3 separate regions of the Mus musculus genome follow, and regions 2 and 3 are each linked to region 1. A link is a contact called in public Hi-C and promoter capture Hi-C data. All regions are on one chromosome and are shown on one strand. Each heading gives the region's core, a stretch centred on a gene start, on an enhancer-like site or on the middle of the called end of the contact. The rest is flanking DNA. Distances are from core to core; before and after follow the strand shown. Region 1 holds the start of Ikzf5 (IKAROS family zinc finger 5). Region 2 holds the start of Btbd16 (BTB (POZ) domain containing 16). Region 3 holds the start of Nsmce4a (NSE4 homolog A, SMC5-SMC6 complex component).

The links. Promoter capture Hi-C pulls out the DNA fragments that hold promoters and counts their contacts. A called contact is a pair of places that touch in the nucleus more often than the background predicts.
Region 2: a contact with region 1 is called in a promoter capture Hi-C map of stem cell-derived epiblast-like cells, with 2.8 times the contacts expected there. The contact joins the promoter of Btbd16 here to the promoter of Ikzf5 in region 1. A contact is called at or near these places in 2 of 39 promoter capture datasets (hippocampal neurons and stem cell-derived epiblast-like cells) and 1 of 9 other capture datasets (embryonic stem cells).
Region 3: a Hi-C map of regulatory T cells shows a contact between it and region 1, with 9 times the contacts expected there. The contact joins the promoter of Nsmce4a here to the promoter of Ikzf5 in region 1. A contact is called at or near these places in 1 of 39 promoter capture datasets (pre-B cells), 1 of 484 Hi-C or Micro-C datasets (regulatory T cells) and 2 of 115 datasets of contacts at active chromatin or transcription factors (bone marrow-derived macrophages and large pre-B cells).

The regions. Positions count from the first base shown.
Region 1 is chr7:131,409,027-131,411,971 of GRCm38.p6, forward strand. It overlaps Ikzf5 (IKAROS family zinc finger 5), which reads right to left and starts at 1,452. Exons shown (of 4, transcript NM_175115.4): 1 at 1,361-1,452. It overlaps Acadsb (acyl-Coenzyme A dehydrogenase, short/branched chain), which reads left to right and starts at 1,575. Exons shown (of 11, transcript NM_025826.4): 1 at 1,575-1,761. The coding sequence starts at 1,720.
Region 2 is chr7:130,772,692-130,775,503 of GRCm38.p6, forward strand. It overlaps Btbd16 (BTB (POZ) domain containing 16), which reads left to right and starts at 1,378. Exons shown (of 16, transcript NM_001081038.2): 1 at 1,378-1,679.
Region 3 is chr7:130,546,053-130,548,752 of GRCm38.p6, forward strand. It overlaps Nsmce4a (NSE4 homolog A, SMC5-SMC6 complex component), which reads right to left and starts at 1,329. Exons shown (of 11, transcript NM_001162855.1): 1 at 940-1,329. The coding sequence starts at 1,222.

The sequences.
Region 1 (2,945 bases), core at 202-2,701:
TCCAAAAGGCCATGGAGGGAATTTCAACTAAAATTCAAAAGCCACAAGAAGTCTGCAAAGAAAGACACGTAAGTGAAAACTTTGCTAGGGACTACAGGCTTAGTAACAAGTTAATAACATAATTTGTGTGTCATTATCATTAACTGAAAAAAAAAAAAAAAAGCAAGGGCAAGCTTGGTGGCCCACAATTACATCCTAGCCATTTGTGTTACTATCATGTTGCCACTGGTCATTTACTTTTAACAAAAAAACTTCAATGCCATTCATATATAATATGCTAATTTCAAGAGATGCCAGGCTTAATGTTGCTGAATAAGTCCAGTTGCACATAAAAGTACATTAGCTCTATCGCCAGGGAAATATATGTAACAACCACCAGGACTCAACCACGGCATATCTGAAGCCCATCTTCAGTGTCCCACAGTACAACAGTTACGGTTTCCTGGGAAACACGGGACCCTTACAGGAAAAGAACTTCAAACATCCCAGTTCCCCCGCAAGGAACTTCCAAGAAAACGTTCATCCTCAGCTGTGCTGAAGACAACATAAACTCAAGACAAAGTCTTACAAGTAGTCCAGATGTTTTAAGCAGCTGTTTTCATGCTGTGTCTTCTAAGTGTAATTTCCCTGGACCTCACAACTTCAGAAGTCTTCATGTCCGTTCTCACTCCTCTGTCCGGTTCTGACCAGCACACAAAGGAGTCATTAAAGAGGCCATGTGGTTACTGGCAGCTACCACTGACTATACTTAGGATCTACAGTTAGACAGACAGCACTTGGACGCTTAGCTGAGGAGGAGCCACATTGAGCATCCAAGAACATTCCCGACAGTCGATCGATGATGAATCGATCGGGGACAGAAATCTTGAATGAGTCGGAAGATCCTCCCCAGCCTCACCTGTTCCCAACATTGGAAAGTACAGGCAGTAGACGCCAGGTCATGAGAGAAAGAAAACTCCTTCCCAACAGCAGCCCGGGGTTAACACCCTATCCAGGATACACCGGGGTTGCTGGGGTCGACTTTGGCACCCCGAGAATGCACTACACAGGGATGCTCCCTGCGATCGCCACCTGTCAAAGCCGGAGACAGCTCCCCACCCTGAGCTCCGAGCTGCGGCCCGACGGCGCCGACTCGCTCGCGAGCCTCCGGGCGGCGCACCCAGTCACTTACGAGCCCAAGAGAGTCCCGAGTCACCACGCTGGCAGCCCACGGGGCACGCAGGACCCTCCGCTGTGGCCAAGGCGAAAGCGGTGTTAGCCGGCTAGCAATGAACCCGGCACTTTACCTTCCGCCATTCCGTCAACGTGCCCTGAGTAACCGTAGCGCCGCCGTGGAAGCTGACCGCCCCCCGTGACTCACCTCCTGACAACCGCACCGAGGAATCCCCACAGCCCTTTTCACTGCCGTCGCCGCCACCGCCACCGCCTCAGCGTTCGTCAGCGTCGCAGCTGTAGCCGCCATATTTGTTGTGTCTCCGCTCCCTTCCCGCCCGCCCCACGCCTTGCCCAAGTCTCGCGTGAGCGTGCTGCAGGGAGCAAGGAGAGAATTATGTCTCTCCTGGGGTTCCGTAGGCGGCAGTGGGCGGGGACTCAAAGGGGTGTGTGAGGGGCGGATGCTCGGAGTGGGCAGGGCCCGAGCTTGCCAGGCCGAGGGAGTCTTGCGCAAGGGTTCGTGGAAAGCCTTGCGAGCTTAACAGGGCCACCCTGCCCGAAGCGAGGATGGCGGTCTCTGCGCTCCAGCTGTGGCGTATGGGCGGGCTGGTGAGTGGGGTCGGTCGAAGCGACCGTCTCAGGAGGCCTGTGGCCACACTGATTCCTGGCGACGTCATCTTTTCCTAATGGGCTGGGGGTCTGGGAGGCTGGTGGAGGGGGCTGAGCCTGGGGCTGGGTCTCCACAGACCCTTCACCTCCGTCTGGTTTTCCTTCAGGATCCGTCCCAGCTCATGCCACATTTCCCCGGATGATGATGATGATTTTTTTGTTTTGTTTTTTGGGGTTTTTTTTGTTTTTGTTTTTGTTTTGTTTTTTTTTTTTTTCGAGACAGGGTTTCTCTGTATAGCCCTGGGTGTCCTGGAACTCACTCTGTAGAGCAGGCTGGCCTCGAACTCAGAAATCTGCCTGCCTCTGCCTCCCGAGTGCTGGGATTAAAGGCGTGCGCCACCATCACCCAACCGATAATGATGATTTTTAATGACTAAAATCTAGGCCTGCTTGTCGAGCCTATTGACACTCTCTTCCCTTCAGCAGCCCAGCTGGAAGGGACCTCTCATATTTCTGGGTCTTAACCATTCAGGGAAGGAATTTCTTAGGCTTTATCTCACTGCGGGGATCTGACCAGCTCCCTTAGATTCTGAGGAGCCCAAAAGCCCATTCTAGTCCTCTTCCTCAAACTTGGTCTGAGGCCAGCCTCTTGTCTCACCAGGATGTTTCTGGCCTCCCTTTGCTCTCTCGGATTTCCTGAGCTTGGAATTAGGACACACAGTACAGTGCAGATGACAGCATCTGTCAGAATAACAGAAGACACTCTGACCAGTCAGAGGGGGCAATGGGTTGAACCATGAGCAAACCTACGTTAGCTGGACTTGGTGCTATTTCTTCAGGTGCCTGAAAGAGACAGCTTTCCTGGAGGATGTTTCTCTACTTAGGCGATTGACGAGCCCATTTAGCTAACTTTGAAGTGAAAGGACAGTTGGGTGCCTTTGCTGTGGTTGTAGTTAGCTGGAAACCCTCCAGCTAAATAGTAATCTTAAAATTTCCTCGGGCAGATGTTAAGTCTCAAGTCTCACCCATTATTCTGGCGAGCAATCAAAATCCTGCAGTATTTATTCCCGGTTTTACAAGCTACTGATGAGAGGAAGTAGCTTGTAAACGGTGAAGCAAGTCTGCACCTCTTTGCCTCACATTGTAGATAATTAACGTTATTTTATTGTTTTACAAGCTTGGGG
Region 2 (2,812 bases), core at 128-2,627, 640 kb before region 1:
TGTGTGTGTGTGTGTGTGTGTGTGTGTTCACTCACATGAACAGCCACCTCTCTGTCTTCATAAGCTGGCTCTATATGGGGAAGTCCTTTGCCAACCACACTCAGTACTCACTGTGGCCTCACAGCACATTTCTGGAAATGTATCTTTGCCTGAGCATGCACACACGGCCTCGCCATCAGAGGAGCTGCTCTGTTCCCTGTAGGAACTTGCTCACCTTCTCCCTCTGGGAGACTAAGCAGGTGCTGTCAGAAGCCAGTCCCTCAGGATCCAGAACACACCAGGTGGGGCAGAAAGCAGCCCCCTGAACATTGGCCTAAGGCTGGCATGGTGGCTCTGCCTCCCACCCTTCTGTTTCCCTCCCATAGGGGTGGGTGGACAACATCGCCAGCAAGTGGATGCCACCAGGTAGAACTTGCAGGGAAAGCAGCTAGACTTCCTGTGACATTGCTTGTGGCCAAGGCCACATGAAGTCCATGCTAACTCCAGCGATTCAAGAAAGTTTCCATTTCTGTGCATTTGACTTTGGCTTACAGCTCAGCTCTGGAGCGATCCATGGCGCAATCTAGCGGGGAGCTGAAGGCTTCTAAACCAAAGGCTTCAGAAAGGGATCAATACAATCAAGGTCAAATGTTGGGCTCAGGGGTGGTAAGGACTGTGGCTCCCTGGGACACTTTCCCAGTGTGGCCAATAGGAGGCGCTCAGGGGTTGTCTTTTAGCCAGTAGCCCCAGTAGTACCAGAAATAGTATCCAGAGGGCAGGTATGATATCAGGAGGGTCAGGTTCTTGTATTTCAAACACCTTAATTCAAATCCTGTGTTAAGCCTCTATTGGAGAGAAAGTTTACATAGGGGAAGTCTGAGGTAAAGGGAAGGGCAGAAGTAACAGGGCAGACCTGTACTTCAGAGCTTTCGCTGAGGCACCTCCTTCCACACACACTATCACGCCATCATCGTGGCACTGGGCTAGGAGGGAAGCGACAGACCAGACTCCAGGTTGGAGAGCAGACAGTGTGTATCTGGTGGTATGGGAAGTGCGGCAAAGGCTCTCCAAGTGTGTGTGTGTAGCTCGCTCCCCTGCAAAGGAACATAGCCCAGTTGCAGGTTTGCACTTTGAGACCCTAATGTCTGTCAGAGGGCTGGCTACACTACCCACCACTTTCTCCCACATCAAGAGACACAGTTATCAATAAGACACATTATCAATAAGGCACAGGAATGGGGGAGGGGATACACACACACAAAAAATATTAATGTAGAATTAATTAAGGCTAATTTTGGACATGGAATTCAAATTACTTTTGTTGCGAAAATATTTTGGCAGCCAGGCATGGTTATGCTAGTGACAAACTGTTTTCTGATAGCCCTGTCACCCCTCAGCAGAAAGCCTGAAGCCTCAAGCTGAGATAACACCAGAACCCGGAACAGGAAGTCCTTAGAATCTGACTGCTGTTGCCATGGTACCCACAACTACCCCCAGGAAGCCAAAGGCAGGCTCCCCCAGCAAAGCATCGCCGTAGGAGAAGGGGTGAGCCCCAGGTGTCATGAGAGCGTTCAAGATTCAGGCTCAGAAGGTGCCCAGCCTCCAACTCTCCCTTGGTTCCGAGACCAGTGCAACCAGCACCCCTCTGCTTCACTCTCAACCTCTGTGACCGTCCCCGTGGGCAGCAGGACTGCAGAACTGTAAGTGGGACTGGTACCTCATCCACAGCCGAGACCAAGGGGTCACCCAGTGATGGGAGCTGTTTGCACATAGCTCCACCAGGGCAAGGAGGCATTTCAGAGGTTCCTGGCTGGGAGCTGAAGGAGGGTCACAGACAGCTTCCTCACCAGAGGACCAAGGGAGCAACAACTAAAGCCCACAGAGGGCACAGCTCCCAGTGAGACAAAAATAAAAATACATTTCAGTGCTACTAAGATACTCCTGGGGTTCAAGGTCAGCCAGGAAGACTCTTGTGTAAAAGAAACAGGAGCTAGAGCCAGGCATGGTGGCGTAGGCCTTTAATCCCAGCACTCGGGAGGCAGAGGCAGGTGGATTTCTGAGTTCGAGGCCAGCCTGGTCTACAAAGTGAGTTCTTCTCTACATAGAGAAACCCTGTCTCAGAAAAAAAGGAAGAAAGGAAAGAAAGAAAGAAAGGAAAGAAAGAAAGAAAGAAAGGAAAGAAAGGAAAGAAAGAAAGAAAGGAAAGAAAGAAAGAAAGAAAGGAAAGAAAGGAAGGAAGGAAGGAAAGAAAGAAAGAAAGAAAGAAAGAAAGAAAGAAAGAAAGAAAGAAAGAAAGAAAGAAAGAAAGAAAGAAAGAAAGAAAGAAAGAAAGAAAAGAAAGAAAGAGGAGCTAGGCAGCCACCTCTGAACTGAAATGACCTTTTTTTCTATGGAGGGCCCTGGCAGGAACATTTCTTCATATGCTGACCAGCTCTGTATGAAGTCTGCCTGGAACCCACTCCTCTCTCCTTAGAAGCTTCTGGGCCACGATGAAGATGCAGAGCTCATATGTGGAAAGTTGGCCAAGGGTTTTAGCTGGAGAGGTGCAGGGTCCCTCTGACTTCTGTGTGAAAAACAGGTCAGAGAAGCAGCTATGATTCCAGCCATGAACAAAAGTATGTGTGTGTGGAGGGGGCAGTGTGTGTGTGTGTGTGTGTGTGTGTGTGTGTGTGTGTGTGTGTGGTGTGTGCTATGTGCTGTGTGGTGTGGTGTGTGTGTGCTATGTGCTGTGTGTGTGTGTGTGAGATGTGCAGTGTGGTGTGTGGTATGTGTGTGTATGTGTGCTGTGTAGTGGTGTGTATGTGTTTTGTGTGCTGTGTAGTGTGGTCGTGTG
Region 3 (2,700 bases), core at 79-2,578, 860 kb before region 1:
CAGCCTGGGTAATGATTAGAGTGGCTTTATCTCTTTAACAGAAAAAGGCTTTATCTTTTACAGAAAGAGACAATGTTACTACTGTTCCAAGCAAATTGAACGTCTGTGTGTGCAGAAGGCCTGGGGTCAACCTTTGATGTCCTTCCCTCAGCGCACCATCACCTTTGCCTTTTGAGACAGGGTATCTATCTATCTATCTATCTATCTATCTATCTATCTATCTATAGAACTATCTATCTATCTATCTATCTATAGAACTAGCCAAGAAGGCTAGGTGAGCTGGCCAAAGAGACCCAGGGTCTCTGCTTCCCCTCGGCTGAGGATACAAGTTTACAGAACTACTTTTAGGAGACACTTTAGAGGGTTCTGGGGAATCTAATTAAGGTCGCAAGAGAAGCATCTGCCCATCTCCCCAGCCCTCAAAACTTGAACTCTTGACAGGAAACACTTGCTCCCCAAATGTGCAAAGGGATGACTCTTCGGCTTCCCAATACAAGGGCTCGATTAAGAAAGGATTGTCAACTTCTCAAGCAACAGGCTCATCTGGAGAGCCACACAACAAACGCTTGGGCCTGTACAGCATTTCTGATTCAGTGTATCCGAGCTGGGCAGGGAAATGTGCATTTTAGCAATCCCAAGGGACTCCATAGCTCAGGCGCCCACGAGGAGCAAGCTAGATTGAACAAAAATCTGGTGGTGTGTGCTTGTCTTCCCTACTGGCTAGCTGAGCTCAAGTCACCACCAGGTCTGGTCTCCCGCTTTTCCAGCCGGCCACACAGCACCTGCGCGGCCGCCGCCAAGGTCGCGTAGGCTGCACTTCGTAAACAAGCGAAAGCGCGCTGCCGCGAGCCTGCGCAGACCGGCCAGCGCCTGCACCTCCACCGCCCTCCCCAGCCATGGAACGCCACCGGCCCGCGCAGCCACAAAGCGCCACCTTACGTTGGACAGAGTTGATGAGAGCGCGGTACTGATGGCGGATCTGGCGGCACAGGCCCTGGTCGTACTCGGCCTCCAAGCAGGCCGGGTCCATCAGCTCGTCCCCAGAATCAGACAGATCGGAGTCCTCCAAGCTCGGACGCTCCGCTGCCTCCCTGCGCTCCGGCGCGGCGCCGCGGCGGGCCAGCGGGGACCGCGAGCGGGACCGGGAGCGGGTGCGATCCCGGTGCGGGTCGCGGCCCCGGCCCCGGCCCTCAGACCGGCGGCCGCTGCTGTCGCCAGACATCGCGCCAATTCGCCTTGCAACTTCGGAGCGGCGGAAGTTCGCGCCAGAAACTGAAACCCCCGGCTGGGCTCGAGCGCCGGCTCCAGGAGCAACGCAGCTCCCCGGCTGGCGCGTGAGCACACAGCGACACCTGTGGCCCGGAGGTCGCGGCGGCGTTGGCTGTGTCTGTGCCTCGCATTGGTTCTTAGTTACTCCACCCTGCAAGCAAGAGTCTTAGGACTTTAGATCTCTGATCCTAATGCCCACCCCACTTAGTCATGCATCTTCCCATTGTCTCTTTGGCTCCTCTGGCCTTGGGGAGGATACAACAAACAAAACAGGGTTCCTTGACTGTACCATAGTAAACTGTTAAGCCTCCTTCTAAATATCTGCACCACCACACGGCAGGTTCACAGCTGATTCTCTAACAACAGATACCCTATAACAGGTCTGAGGAAGATAATTATATGCAATGTGGTTTCAAAGATACATGTATACATATCATTCCATGTAATTGTGTGTGTGTGCACTGTACATAGATACGCATGCACAAGTGTGCATCTGCGGGTACAAACGGCAGGTTGGCTTCAGGGGTCTTCCTCTTTCAGTTCCACATTTTTTAGATTTGTTGTGTGTGTATATACATCCTTTATTTGCGTGCACACTGTGGACGAAATGTATGCAGTGCCCTCAGATGTCAAAATAGGACGTGCACACCTCCTCTGGAACCGGAGTTAAGAAGGGTTTGTGAGCTGCCCTGTGGATAACGGCGATGGAACCCTACTCCTATGAGAACTAGTGCTCTTAACCTCTAAACCATCTCTCCAGCCCACTCTCCACGTTCTTTACCATAAGGCATCTCTAGCTGAACCTGGAACTCGTCTTTTTGACAGGACTTAAATAGCCAGCAAGATCTAGGCATTTTCCTGTCTTCACTTCCAACGCACTAGGATTATGGATCCACACTGCCGTGTACAAGTTTGGTTGTTGTTTTTTGTTTGTTTGTTTTTTGAGACAAGGTTTCTCTGTGTAGCCCTGGCTGTCCTGGAACTCACTTTGTAGACCAGGCTGTCCTCAAACTCAGAAATCTGCCTGCCTCTGCCTCCCAAGTGCTGGGATTAAAGGCATGTGCCACCACCGCCCGCCCATGTACCAGTTTTTATGCCACCTTAGGAATCCTGAGGTAATCTACCCTCTGACACACACACTTCTCCTTCTTCCATCCCTCCCTCTCACATAGGATTTCATGTAACCCAGGCTGGCCTCAAACTGACCCTGTAGCTGAAGCTAATATTGAGTTCCTGATCCTCGTGAATCTAACTACCTCACAAAGGCTGAGAGGATTTTGAGACCAAGATCCAAAGCCTAGTGAGCTCACTGCTACTGAGATATCATTGCTTCTAGAGCCTCCAAAGAAAAAAGAACTAGGAAGCTATGCATAGACACCCTTACACGTATATAAGTGCATCTCTTCATATTTTATGTTGCTGGGTTAATTT